Regions from separate parts of the Rattus norvegicus genome. Here region 2 is linked to region 1. Evidence: chromatin contacts called from public Hi-C data. All regions are on one chromosome and are shown on one strand. Each heading gives the region's core, a stretch centred on a gene start, on an enhancer-like site or on the middle of the called end of the contact. The rest is flanking DNA. Distances are from core to core; before and after follow the strand shown. Region 1 overlaps Btbd9 (BTB domain containing 9). Region 2 overlaps Btbd9 (BTB domain containing 9).

The links. Hi-C and Micro-C count contacts between places; a contact is called where the count stands out from the background.
Region 2: a Hi-C map of frontal cortex shows a contact between it and region 1, with 2.8 times the contacts expected there. The contact joins two enhancer-like sites. A contact is called at or near these places in 9 of 12 Hi-C or Micro-C datasets (the A7r5 cell line, the Rat2 cell line, Schwann cells and 5 more).

The regions. Positions count from the first base shown.
Region 1 is chr20:8,363,114-8,370,370 of GRCr8, forward strand. The region is part of intron 8 of Btbd9 (BTB domain containing 9); the gene reads right to left. Among named protein-coding and RNA genes, the nearest start is that of Btbd9, 270 kb to the right of the region's middle. Within about 2 kb of position 4,123, at least 1 of the 93 cell types and tissues checked has an H3K27ac peak or open chromatin away from gene starts, as enhancers often do.
Region 2 is chr20:8,530,595-8,537,851 of GRCr8, forward strand. The region is part of intron 6 of Btbd9 (BTB domain containing 9); the gene reads right to left. Among named protein-coding and RNA genes, the nearest start is that of Btbd9, 110 kb to the right of the region's middle. Within about 2 kb of position 3,272, at least 4 of the 93 cell types and tissues checked have an H3K27ac peak or open chromatin away from gene starts, as enhancers often do.

The DNA.
Region 1 (7,257 bases), core at 2,873-5,372:
CTCGTACTGCAGAGCTATGAGAGAATGCTGCCTCATGGCTAGCAGTTCCTGAGCCAAGTCTGACCTTAAACATACTTTGTTACCTGTGTGGTAACATGGGTCTGCCGTCACCGCTTAGTGGTGAGGGCAGGGAGAAAGAGGCAGAAGGCAGCAGAAGAGGGAAAGCAGAGCCGTTGTACGTAGGTGGAAACTCAGAGTCCCAGAAGTGGTTCTACTCAGCCGCAGCCTCCCTGAGCCCTCCAGACGCCTAGTCTGACCAGCCTCATCCTTGGACATGAGCCGAGGGGCCTGACCACAGCCGTCCTTCACTGCGGATGGTTGTGGGATCAGCACGAACACGATTCAGGAGGAAAAGCAGAGGGATCTGAACGCTGCAGCTCTAGTGTTTCCCATGGCTGTACAGCTTATTTTCGAATCCCCGAAGTCAGAAAAGTCACTGGAACCTTATGCAACACTGGATCTATCCACGGAGTTAGAGAAGCAGACTAGTGGGGGTGGGACAGTCAGTGTCCAGACCTTTGAAAGTCTCCTATTTACTGTTTGATTCCAGGGTAAGTGGACACGACTTACGTCTCAGACAGACGTGACCTTGACTAGCCTGGAACTCACTATGTAGCTCAGGCTTCTTCCACCTCCCAGCGATCCTCCTGCCCCAGCCCGCTCAGTGCTGGGGTTGTAGGTGTGTACTGTTATACTGGGACGGGCCTGTTTCTATAAACCCCAGGCTTAAACACCGACAGTGATTTTTATTTACTACTTTTTTCTGTCTGGTTCTGGGTTTGAACCTGGAGCCTGTGCATGATGGACGGACACTCCACCACCGAGCCATGCCCTCAGCCCCGCTCTCCTCTGATCAGCCAAAGTTCTCTGGGATCCTGCCTGCCTCCTGAACTTTATGATGTGCATGATTTATCACTGTGCTGGCAAAACACAGGGCCCAGTTACAGAAAACCTGATTAAATATTTGAAACAGAAACACAGTTGTTCTTAAGAAGTAAATTTCATGAATAAGAAATCAAACACATACAATCAGCAATGCCTCTCATTCTGGATCAGAACAGTGCAGGAAGCAGACAGCTTTTTAAATTTATACAACAGTTTTGAAACTGAGACTAATATAAAACACAATTATTGTAGTGCTGCTGCTTTAGACACAGCCAGAAGTGGTGGCCTCAAAGGACAGCTTTTAAAAATGAATGTTGCTGGGCATGGTGTCCTGTGCCTGTAATCCTAGCGCTTTGGAGGCAGAGGCAACAAGATGGAGAGCTGGGGGCCAGCCTGGACTATACACTGAGAAGAGAATAAATAAAACCAAATGGAAGGCTGGTGCACAGCTCAGTGGCAGGAAGCTCACTGAAGGTCCTGGGCTCAATCCTTGGCTTCAAAGGAAGAGCCCCTCGCTGTTTTTATATATTTTAAATGGGCAGACTACGTCTCAAAGCTCCTTTTAAACACTAGAAAGCAACAGACCACATGGAACACGGGGTTTGTAGACACCCCAAAGCATGCTGGGGCCAGCACAAGGCATGGCTGGATGAGCCGTCCCATAACCATGGCTCTTAGTTCCTTAGCCAGCAAAGCTAGGGTTAAGCCTTGTGCAGGTGTCCCAGGCAGGGGCCATAAGGGCTCTGAGCAGGTCTAAGGCTCTTCCATAGGAGAAGGGGAAGCTTGTGTGGGAGGCTCCAGATATTTTTATGTCTTTGCCCTTTTCCTTTCTTGTAATTATAGCTGAAACAATTGCCTTGTTTCTTTGGGGCAAAAATACAAGTGGAAAAGAAAAAAAAAATGTTGCTTCGTTCATTGAATTGTAGGCTCTTACCCCTGCTTATTAAATAAAGGATGCAAACAGAATCAAAACCAAACAAAAGTAAATTGAAAGAAAATTTACATCTTTCTCTGTTATTTTCAGCCAAACAAAACTCAAATAGAAGCTTCGTGGAGTAAGTGAGTGTGTTAGCAATTAACATAAACACCTCCCAATGACAGTGAGCATGGCTTGCACCAAGAACTCTTGGAGGGAGAGGAGGGGGGACAGGCTCAGCAGTTAAGAGCATTGGCACTCTCCCTGAGGATCTGGGTTCTATTCCCAACACCCACATTGTGGCTCACAGCAGCTGTAACTCCAGTTCCAGGAGATCCCACACCTTCTTCTGGGCTGCACGGGTACCGGGCACACATGTGGTATACAGACATGTATGCAGGCAAAACACCCACATATTAAACATAAAAAGAGCTACTGGGAGGCATGGCAAGCAGGAGAAATGGCCATTCCTGAACAATAAACTGAGGAAACAGGCCATCCTGAGGGGTGCTGGATCACAGGAGTCACAGTGCAAGACCACCAATGTCATCGCTGAGGGACGCAGGTTCAGAAGGGAGAAAGACAATCCCTCCCATGAGGACTCAAGGGCAAGCTAGGAAAGAAGGCCCTGGGAGACGCAAGCACACAGTTTGCATTTATCTAGTAACTGATCCCTCTCATGCTGAACCCGATCCATCAGGAAAGAGGCAGCATAGCAGAAAGACTCCTCAGCAGGAGTGAAGCCCCAAGTGTCCTGGAGGGGGGAGATGAAAGGCTGCTAGGCACAGGCAGCCCTCTCGCCACTTCTATGGTGTGGAGTGCAGGCGGCAGAGGGTCAGGCAAGAGGAACAGGCACAAGGCCTTCTTGGTCTGAGGAGTTCATTTCTTACCTAGTTATGAGAACACTTTTAGCAAGTACCTCTGTGGCTATGCTTTTACAAGGGGCTAAGCCTAACACATACAAGACAGCAAGGCAGGGGAGGCCTGGGAAAGCACAATGTGATGCTGAGAGCTGCTAAGACACCGAAACATTAAAAACATGGAACACTTGAGCTGCCAGAGGGAAAAGTGGTTTTGACTAAAGGTACCTGAGAAACGTGAAGGCTTCCAAAGGCAGACGAACTGATCTGGGCTTTTAGGGCTGAGGTGAAGTAGCTGTGACTTTTTGTGACTTTCAGAGCAGCTGAAGTCACTCAAGACTCAAAAGCTGCACTGAAGCAATCCCATCAACTGAATCTGCAGAGATGTCCGTCCGTTTCCTGAAAGTTCTTCCATCAGCCCTGCCACATTTCTAGGACACTGTGAGGCCTACACTGGGGGAGCAGTGGGCAGCAAGCAGACCAGGACATGGTGGGGTCCCCAGAATCCAGAGCTAATGCACGGTACTCATTTAATCTTTGAGAGCAAACTAAGACCGAATGGGCACTTTAGAGGAGTTAACCAACAACTCCAGATAATTAACAAAGCATGTGTTTGTGCATGAAATTTGGGAGGGGGCGTCAAAGGTGGTTAAATTGTCTATAAAAATGTCTTCTTGATGGGCTAATCTTTGACAAGTAAAAGATTCTTCACATTATCTAGCTGTGTATGTGATGACTAGCTGTCAAGTTCCCCTGTGACTCAAGAGAGATAAATGGCTGACATGTGAGGTAAATCACACACATAAACACTTTTTTTTTTTTTGGCATTTAACCTTTCTTGCGTTTCCACCAGAGAACGTCTGAGTTGCACCCCTCTTCTGTTTTTCACATGCAACTTAGTTGCCATAGTAATTCACTTTGCTCTAGAAATTTCTCTACCCTGGAAGACGCTAGTGTCTATTTACTGTGCCCCCACGCTCTGTGCTGCCAGGCTCCAGGGTTTCTGGCCTTTGCATGTTCACACGGTTCACGCTCCAGCATCTGTTGGAACCCCAGATCTAATTCTTACTCTAGGATTTTTCTGGAACTCACAGTGCTGAGGTCTGTGGGTGATGAGGCGACGTCAGCGTGATGCAGATGGGCTCGGGGAGAAACAACACTTAGTCAATAAATCACAGACCAGCAAGACAAGGAAGAATTTCTCAGTTCGGGGCTATGACAGACGATGCTCAGCCTGACTGATAGGAAGCAAATTTTGTAAAATATCTTTCCAATTTCAACTAGAATTATAGGCAATCTTAATCTGAAGCCGAGGAGTCATATATCTGGATGCTAGCTGTATTCTTCAGACTATAAAAAGGAAATTTCTAGCTCTTGAGGTTGCAAAGAAGGCTGTCTTAATGTAAATGGATGTGCTGCTGCCCCAGCGGCGCTCAGACAGGATGAAATGGAAACAGAACTAGATGAGGCGGCAGGCGGCCTTCCCGGTGCTGATGCGGGTGCTGATGCCTGCGCCCTCCTCCCGAGCATCTTCTCGGTCATCTGCAGGGCCAGGCCTTTCGCAGTTTCCTCACATACACTTAGGTCAACCACACTGAACAAATATGATGTCACATTTAGGTGACAGACAGAACTCCCTTTAGTTGCAGTAACACAAGAGCGTTGTCAGTGCCGTCAACGAGTCATGGAGCACACCCAGTGCTGTACCCAGAGCTAGAGACCAAGTCTGTCACAGCACTGAAGAAAACGTATATTAAAAAATCCCATTTTCAATTTGAGATTTTCTGTGATCCTCTATTTTCATACCTCCATACATAGAAAATATTTAAATAATTATAGACTGTTATTTGAGCCAAACGTCAATTTCTCTACCCGCCCTTATCGAATAAAACCTGCATTTAGAGGCATTAATAAGAGATAAAGTGTAATGGCCTCTGACTCCTCCTTTTCTCTTCTGTGCCGCTCCCTTAGGACACAGAGGATGAAGAATGCTCTGCCAGGGTGGTGAGTGGCAAAAAGGAGGAAAATATCAAAGGGGGTCTCGGGGCCCACCGCCTGAAGAGGTGGCCTCTGGGGGGCAGAACTGTCCAACAATGGAAGGGCAGTGAACCAGTATGGATCCAACTGTTGAGGGAAAGGAAAACAGGATCCAAGGAGGCCACAGCCACACGAGCGAGCCTTTCTTTCCACGCTTCCTTTTTCCTTCGCTACTGTTTTCACCCGTGTGCAATCACTGCGGGCACAAACCGCGCTTCAGTCGTCCTGTGCTAGATTATCTCGTACAGGGGGCAGACCTGTGCGTGGGGTTTTTCCCCCACTGAAAAATAAAGAGAGCTTCATCACAGACTGAAGAGGTGATGACAACCCACCAAGAATACCCTCTAGGGCTGGAGAGATGGCTCAGTGGTTAGGAGCATGGGCTGCTCTTCCAGAGGTCCTGAGTTCAATTCCCAGCAACCACATGGTGGCTCACAACCATCTGTAAAGAGATCTGATGCCCTCTTCTGGTGTGACTGAAGACAGCTACAGTGTGCTCACTCACATACATAAAATAAATAAATTAAAATAACAAAGTGTATCCTCTGAGCTACCGCCTTCAGTCTTAACCGTGTCACATATGTATACACGTATATATTCCAACTGAGGACTCAGTGTTCTGGTGTCATTAACTCCTTAACCTGGGCTTATTCAGCTCCATCTATTGACACAAGACCTCCTTAGGCAGCCTATTTACTTACAGTTAAGTTTGTTATTTAAAGCACCAAGGGCATTTTACTTACACTACTCCATGTACATATCAATTACAAAACAGTTCTTTCCAAGCTAGTGTAAAACAGCTAATTTAGCTGATTCTCTTACTTTTAGGGTTCCAGTAGAGCCTGTCATCCGTTAGCTGGAGAAGCAGGCGGGCGGGTGTTCAGTGAGCTCAGTGCAGAATGTTCTCGGTTTCCCTCCCAGACCTGAGGACACTTTACACGGTCTCTCGATCGGCAAGCACCCAGATATCAGTCTTAAACTGGGTGAAGAGGACTATAAACTAAGGCACCACAGATCTGCTTGGTTGTTATGACTCTAGCCTGGGCTTGTATGTGATCAGGTCTCTGAAGATTTCCTGTTATTCAAATTTTAATGTTTTTAAAATGGCATGGAAATGATATAATTACTGCTCCATTACCTACTTTTAGGGCATATTCCAGGTGACTTCTCTTCCCCTAAAAGAAAGACTGGAAGCAAGGCCTTGGGGGGCGGTCTACCAGGCAACCCCTGGGAGCTGAAGCAGGAGGCAGGGCAGAGAAGGCACCTCAGGGGCCGTGCTGTCAGCCTCCGGCTCTTCCTCCTCTCCCAGGACAGGCCTGGGATGGAAGCCCGGGGTGAGAAGGAGGGGGTTCGGGGACTGGTGCTGAGTGCAGGGCACAGAGGCAGTAACAGATCCCCTCTTGGCTGTCACCCCCAAGTCTCCCAGGCCTTGCCTTCTGTTCTCGCTCCCTCCTCCGGTCCTTGGCCACTTCCCTGGGTCTCCAGGGTGCTTCCTTTATCATCCTCCATCTCTGCTCATGTCCCCTTCTTAGAGAACCTTCTCCGACCACTCACTCTGAACCAGGATGGCCTCCCTCCCCTCTGTTTCCTCCTCTTCCTCCCCTCCTCTGACTTCGAAGAACTTAGCATACTGTAAGCATGCTCATCTCCGGCTTGTCTCTGCCCTCAGTGCCAGCTCCGCGAGCGAGCACGCCAGTGCTCGGCCTGCTTCTCAGTGCAGTGTTCCTTAGCATCTATCACAAGATTTGATCCCCAGAAGAAAGCTGTTTGTTGAATGAATGAAAGAAAATGTGGATGTGGAAAGTGGAGACTGTCTCCCCAGCAGCCCTCCCCATGGTATGTCACAGGCATCTACCCATGCTCGGCATACCAGCAGGACTGGCGCCCAAGCACTCTCTCTGCCAGGAAACCTGGCTCTGCCCGCCCCTAGCCAAAGGGCAAGGAGAGAATGAAGGATCTTACCCATGGCACACTAAGAACCACATAAAGAATTACGAACACCAACAGTTAAGACCTTTGCCTGAGAAGTTACCAACTGAAAGGAGATGTGCATTTTCAAAGCTTATGGGATAGAGGGAGGTGGGTTTCTAGGCTCCCGGCTCTGCAGCCTCCTCTGTGTAGAGCAGGCCTCTGGGCTCTGTAACACTGGCCCTGTAGGTGGCTGCAGACACAGTGACTAGGAAAGTGAGTTAGTTACCATGAGCAATGGATGCTGTGGGTCAAATGCTGCTGACTAACGAACCCACGGCTGGTCAATGCCCATCCCCAGGGAAAGGGGCCACTGATCTAGTTTCCCATCAATAAACGTCTATCTGTACATCATCCGCTGTCACCAAAGCCTGCCAAGTTACCCAGTGCTGTCCATGGGCACTGGTGGCCAGCAAACCTCCCTCCCTTTCCTCTTAATAATGTCACAGAAGAGGCAAATTCAGTTCCTGACAACATGATGTTAGCTTCCCCGAGACGTGTCTCTCGGAACACTTGGCTAGTTATACCACAGCGGCTGGATGGATTTTCTTCTTGAAGAAACAATAGCGGGGCCTCAGGAAGTCAGAGGCA
Region 2 (7,257 bases), core at 2,022-4,521, 170 kb after region 1:
GGGGGCAGGGCTGAGAGGACAGCACGGACTCGTGCCAGCCTGAGCCTGAAGGAAGCCTTTCCGCACCCAATCCGATCATGCAACGAAACTGGTTTAGTGGTTTTGGCTATAATTAGTCACATTAATTAATGCTAAAAAACAATGTTAACAGTATATTATTTTCATCTAGTTAAATAAAGGATTATACACATTTGCGTAAATTACACAGCATTAAACATTTAAATAACTTGAAATGAAGCCATTACTGTCATTCAAACAAGTTTCCACAGCTAAAGGCTGAATGTTAAGTATGAACTGATTCGGTATTACAAGAATATAAATCCTTTATCTTTTTGGTGAGAAAGAAAAATGAGATTTGAGGACTTCTCGCTTGGTTTGCAGTGACACAGCGCCCTCGAGTGGCCAAGTGTTCAAAATGCAAGTCTAAGAGGCCAATGTTCCAGTCTTTCCATATTGAACAAAGGGAGTAACAGGAGCTCTGGCATTTTTTTAACACGAGTGGTTATCTCATCATGCATTTTCAATGGCACAATATCTTCCCCCTGTTATTTTTCCCCCACCAAACTTAAACCTCTTTATTCCAATACCATTCGTTCCAAGACAAACTCTGGAGGACAGAGACAGAGACAGAAACAGAGACAGAGCCTCACATGGCTTCAATGCTTCAGGATAAGCGAGTGGATCCCTACAGTCCCAGGACAGAAGCTGGCCATCTGCACTAGAAGGTGATGACTAATTCCTAAATGTTCAAATTTAAACAAAATCATAGGAATCATGGGACGCTAGTCTGTTCTCCAACATGAGACGCATTGCAAGAGCAAGCTAGGATCATAAAGTATCTGGCACTCTTTTTTCTATGTGTGAACAGTTTTCTAGATCCAAATAGTTTTCCTGAGATGGCAGGAAGCAGCTCCCTCAGGCTGATACCCCGCCCCCCAAACATTGATCTCCCTAGTCTAAGGACCATACTTCCATTCACAACAGGAACCAAAATGAACCAGTTCGTTATAACATTCCTGGTTTTCTACTCAATAAAAAACCATAAGGCATGAAAACACTGCCTCAAATCATAAATCAAACAGTTACTGAGTAGAATGAGCTTAGTTACTTTCAAGAGAGTAATACAAATTAATGATTTTCCCCCTTTCACTTATGCAAAGAATATACAGCTTTGAACATGTTGGAAACCGTCACTCCTGTCACGGGAACCAAGCACACGGCGCTCCAGTGACTGCACCAGCTCAGGTCCACATGCAGCCCCCACTCCGAGACTAGCAGAGTGTCTTCATCTATGTACAGGTTAACAATGGGCTCCCATCTCATGGAGACGCTCTCACGATATAAGGGCTACATCTGGCCTCAAATATACAAAGAACATCTTCAAAGATGTCAGTCGTCTTCCCTGGCCCCTCTCACCACTGAAAATTGCAAAGACCCATTCTCACAGGGAGAAGGACTTGAGGTGGAGTTGGCGGACCGGGAAACACTCAGGAGAACCAAAGAACCTTCTTACATCGGTTTTCTGTACAAGTCCAGCCCTTTACTGTTACACACTGCAAGAACCAGAGCGGTGTGTCTGTCTGTCTGTATGTCTACATCACTCGGCATGTGCAGAAGGGCCGCTGGCATGGGTGTCAGAGTGAGGCTGGCACACGGGGCCTCACTGACCTTGCAGGTACATCTGGAAAGTAAGGACACCGGAGAGGAGGAACAGTAGCGCAGTCCCATGGGATGTGCTCAGGAATAAAAATGCCTCACTTAAGCCATCTCAATTATGTTCCCTGCTTCTTCCTAGTTAAAGGTTTAAAGCGGGACGGCAGAAGATGGTAGGGAGTCAAACCTTTGAGGTGGGGAGGCTGGGCATGAGTGTGATCTGAAAGGACATTTTCTGAATGATACAGTACACAGAGTGCACAGAAATGGAGCCTCTCCACCCTGTGTGACAATGACAACAAAGCAAGCAGCATGACGTGAAAGTGACCTACACCGGGCTCTGTCATGCTTGTGGCAGGCAAGCAACCTCACACCGACGGACCGACCTCCCGGGATGTAGGATGAAAGACAGCCTCCACAACTGCTGTTGCTTTGATCCTTTCTTTTTAATTAATATCTTAGATAACAGTAAGGTGATATAAGATTTCCAAGTTTACCAAAGAGTCTAAGTTTTAAAATACAGGAAGCATGTTTTTGCTTTGTAACTGAAAACAGGCTTGAGAGAAATGAGAGAGTACCAGGAGAAGGGACTCGTGGGACAACTTTTAAAATTTGGGCTTACGGCTAATTGTCATGTCAATTAATATGCAAATGAATAAGGCTTCCAGCTTCTGCCACTTGCCAAGTTCTCTGATGACTTAGTGGCAACAGCCATCATGTGTCTCCTTGCTGAGGCAGTGTCCTAAACAATGTCCTAACCGCTTAGAGTGAATGCCACAACCCCAGACAGGTGAGATGGCCCAGAAGGCACACTGACAGACAGAAGGCTGTGTCTGTCTGTCTTTGTGTCTCTCCAGAGACCCATTCAGAGGACCAAAGCTACCAACCACCCCCAGTCAACACTGGGAAGTGCTTTATCCAAAAGGCAAATGTGTGAAACAGAAGTAGAGCCATCTAGCGAGCGCTGACAGATGGGTCTAGACGCAGAAGGTAAGGGACAGACCGGGCTTTGGTGACTGAATATTCATAGAATCTATAAAAGTCCAGTTCTTTCAGAATGCAGTCTGTTAGGAATGAATATGCAACTGCACCAAATAAAAACACTCCAAATGTACACAAGGAGGGAGTTTTCTCACCTCCAAGCGCTGTCACACACCGCGGCTGGATAACGGATTATCTGAAATTCATATTGACTTGTGGTTTATACTCTCTAAAGCAGGGCTCAAGGAGTTTTCCCCTCCTTCAAATTGCATTCCCTCTTGAAACATTTCACTCATCACACAAGGAAATACGCACTCCGTGGATGTTTCTTTAACTTAGTTTATTTCTTTTTATTAATTATGTGTGCTGGGTGGGGGGTGTCCAGTCGCCCATGAAAGCCAGAACTGCAGGGGTTTTGAGCCATTTATAACCAAACACCATGGGCACTGCAAAACAAACTGGCGCCTCACAAAGACTGGCTGATAGCTTTAGCGGCCAGGCCACCTCCTCGGCCTTTCAGGAGATGCCTCGTGGCTGTGCTGTTGGCACTAGCTAACTTTTCCTGGATCCCACACAGGGGACACTGGCAACAGTGTAAAATTCCCTCATTTAGCATGTGGAAAGAGAAAACAAGAGAGGGGAGTTGAAAGGGGAAAGTAAGGAGAGCAATCTGCAGACAGTACTCAGGGAGAGAGGATGGTTGATGAGGATGGCCAACCCTTGGCACCTCATCAGAGCCACTCACGGCAGAGGACCCCGGACACAGACTACTGAGCAACTGGGGCCCAGCTCTTCTCTCAGTTCCTGGCAGCACTGAAGACATAATTCAAGACCTAATTAAGCAAGCTTAGCTAGAGTCAAATGCACACAGCCAGCAGTGCAGCAACGGCCAGCTCTGCAGAGGAGTGGAGCAAGGGCATGCATGAGGCATGTGAGAACAGATGGGCTTAAGGCGAAGGTGCCCTTAGTCTCTCTCAGCACTTCTGTTGCAACCTGTTGCCTCGAGAGGAACACTATCACGTCACTTTGCCATTAACAAGCATCTCTAGCAAGACCAAAAATCGGGTAATTCCTGACAAATGGCCTGGGCCAGAAGGCTGATCATCTATACTATTAGCTTCCTGTGGGAGTCTGGCTGCCTGCAGCACAAGTCTTTGGTACCCATAGCCAGACTGCAGCCATCTTGGTCTTCCCACAGTGAGTCTTCTCCACACTTGCACAAGGTTATCAAGGACAAGCCATAACGTCAGAACCAGTCTGTCATCCACACTCCATATTCATGGGCAGAGGAACACTATAAATACTTCCAAACAGCAGACTGTACCAAGGAGCTGTACGGAGCATAAATAAATTGCTTCATTATTTAGAAGCAAAGATACTTCTCAAAGTTGTATGGTTCTCCCTTGATCTGTTCCATAGTACTAACCAACAACAAAAATACAGAAGCAGCAGCAATTCGTAAGAACTGGACAGGACCGTCCATTTTAAATGCCTCGGCCAAGAAGAACCCTGCACCCTTCCACTCACAGCCCAAATGCAACAGTAACAGAAAGACGGTATCAGAGAGAGAGCTGATGTCAACTGCGGCCATGCACACATTCCAATTGGAAAAAATAGTTCTTCTCAAACCAGTAAGCCGACAGCAGCACTCCTCACAAGCTTCACTTTACATAGTAAGTACACATGTGTCACTTTGACCTTGGCCATGTCTGCTGTTGACACTGGGCCCATTCTAGGTTCCACGGTGATTTTTCTTGCAAAATTACACACAAAACGAATGGGATCCATGGGTATAAATTCCACAAAACAAAAATCTGTACACTGAATGAAGTTAAATTCTCACGTATTTTTAACCATACCAAATCATATAGCACTTTTAAAGACACACACAGTAACAAATGACGCAGCGTCTCCGGGGTCTTTGGTGACGGCCTCTGCCAAGCCTGCCTTCTGTCAGCACTCTCTAGTTTTACTAGGTGAACACTACTTGGGCAACAGACAACAGAGCAGAGGAAAACACTATTAACAAATTAAGTACTCTTGTCTCCCGCTCTTCAGAGGAGTGTGCCAAGCCCTGCCCATTCGTCCCTGCAGGTTCCCAGCCTCGGAAGCGCAGTGCCCAGGGACCGCCTGCTCTGCACTCAGCACACAAGTCACTCTGACTGTGATCATATGCATTTATCTTTATTTTTAAAATCCTCCCATTGTTGCCAATGGCACTCGAGCGTTATTATTACTAATCCAGCTATTCCTAATAATAGTGTTTAAGGAACTGTCATCTCGGGAACGGTACAGACAATAGCTAATTAATTGCCAAGCATTTAATGTAACAGAATTCTAATCTCCAACCTCTGGAGCAGGGTATTTATTTGTTATTATGGCAAAAACTTTTGTTGGAATTGCTTATTTATGCAATATATCTTCTCTATCACCTCAATTCTAATTTTTATATCTGCTTTGTAAGTAAAATAAACCATCACATGCACAAAGACACAGACAGTGCACTTCACACACAGTAATGAATCTCTCGCGACTGCCTTTATTCACACTACAATAGATTCTATATTACAATGCGGGAAAACAAAACAAAACGCCATAGATTATTTCCCTTGTTTGCGAGACATGCTCCCCGGGTTTTGATAGGAACGAGAACTTGAAGATGCAGCATGCTATGTCTTAGTGTGCAAGCAAACAGGATATTCTGTTGACATCTTGTTCCTGCTATCACACAACCAGGTAGGTTCCAAATCAGGTGTCAGGGAAGCCACGGAAGCTTCCTGTGGAAATGTCGCCCTCCTCTTCAGAGGCCTCATCCTTACTCTGCCAACAGCTGAGCTGAACACGGTGCTGACAATTTCTTAACTTGCAATAGTCATTTGAAATCAATATTTAAAAGGTATAAACAAGACCACTTTTGTCTGCAAATCTCCTCACACATATAACACCATCCTTTCAATATGACAATGCAAATGGTCTGAATCCACCAAAAAGAGAAAGGTGTCAGAGATGGGAGATAGAATCCCTTTCTCCTGCCTTTAATGAGGTCTCCAGAGCCAAAGGCAAACCAGTAACAAATGGTACCTTCCACATACTGGGGGTGGGGTGGGGGAAGGCTTGTCATCTGAAATTAATTGAACTTAGCCATGCCAAGAAAACACTGGTAATAAACCCTCCCCATCTAAATTAAGGGTTTATACCATGAAAAAAATTTATGGCAGTAATTTCATCTGGGTTTTTCAAGAAGTGCTTGCTGATTTTCTTGTACTCAGTAGAAAAATCCCCAAGGAGCCATGTAGACTGCAATAAGGCAGACTTCTAAAGAGACACCATTTAATTTCTCACTCCTCCTCCTGCACCAGTCCCACACTTCTGCTTTTCTCGGGCTCAGTATTAACTCCCTCAACACAATCCTCCTCCCGGATCCCCCAGCAGCATCTCCCGGCAGGCACTGGGACTGGACCAGCAAGTCCCATCCTCCAACACTAGAGTCCGAGGGTCAGGCAAGAGCCACAGGGGCCCTGGAGCTCACACATCCAAAACTCTGGGTTTCCGTTTGCTTGTCTTTGTTTTAGTTTCTTAAAGACAAAAGGCCGCCTTGATAAAAAGCAACAAAAAGTTGTAACCTCCAGTAAATCCATCACTTGGCTCCTTTATTGTTGGCATCAAGATCTGATGAGCAATTCCAGTTCCCAAGCTGTGGGTCCTACAAGCTTCCAGTAACAAAAACAGGCACTCGTAGGGTATCTGCAAGTCCCCCTTGGGCACCAAGCCTTCCTGCAGACCAATACACCCTGCACAAAACAGGTATAGAGTTTTCTTGTTATTGTCCAAAAGGACTGCTGTGATCAATAAATTTATTAAAAACCACAACTAACACAGCAATGGCTTTTTTGGGGCATTTTCTCGATTAATAAATGCTGTGAGTAAGCTAATTCACATTACTAAAAATGTTTTTGCTGTCAACATGAGTTCTCATTGAGAAAGCAACCGACACATGTTAGCATTTCAATGTTCATAGGCCCAGACAGGCGTCACCACAGAGGCAGGCACAGACAGGTGTCAGACACTGGCTACCACAGAGGTGGGCACAGACAGGCATCAGACACTGGCTACCACAGAAGCAGGCACAGACAGACATCAGACACTGGCTACCTCAGAGACCAGGATGGAAACCTTGGCCTCTCTCCATCTATTCCTCCTTTTGTGGCAGTCCCCACCAGTTTACAGTGCATCCACTTCTTGATATAAAGAGAGCAAAGGTAATCAAAGTGCCATGTGGGGTCCTAGGAGACCAGAGAACACTTAGAGAGGACCGTGGGATCAGGAGCTCTTAACTGGAAGGAACTAACATATGCCTAAGCTTCCCACGGCTACAGGACCTGTGGCAAGCTGGGTAAGAAACCGTGTGAGAATCCAGATGTCTTCACTTCCTGGACAGCTGTGAGACTGACAAAGACTACTCTCCTAATGAAATGTATTTTATTTTAAAACACAACTATTTTTCATGAAATGTTATTTATGCCAACACACAGTGGGCTCGTGACTGTATTTGGAGTTAACTGATGAATACATCTTGGCAGATACAGTCCACACAAGTTCTTAAGAGTGTAAAGCAGCAAGGGC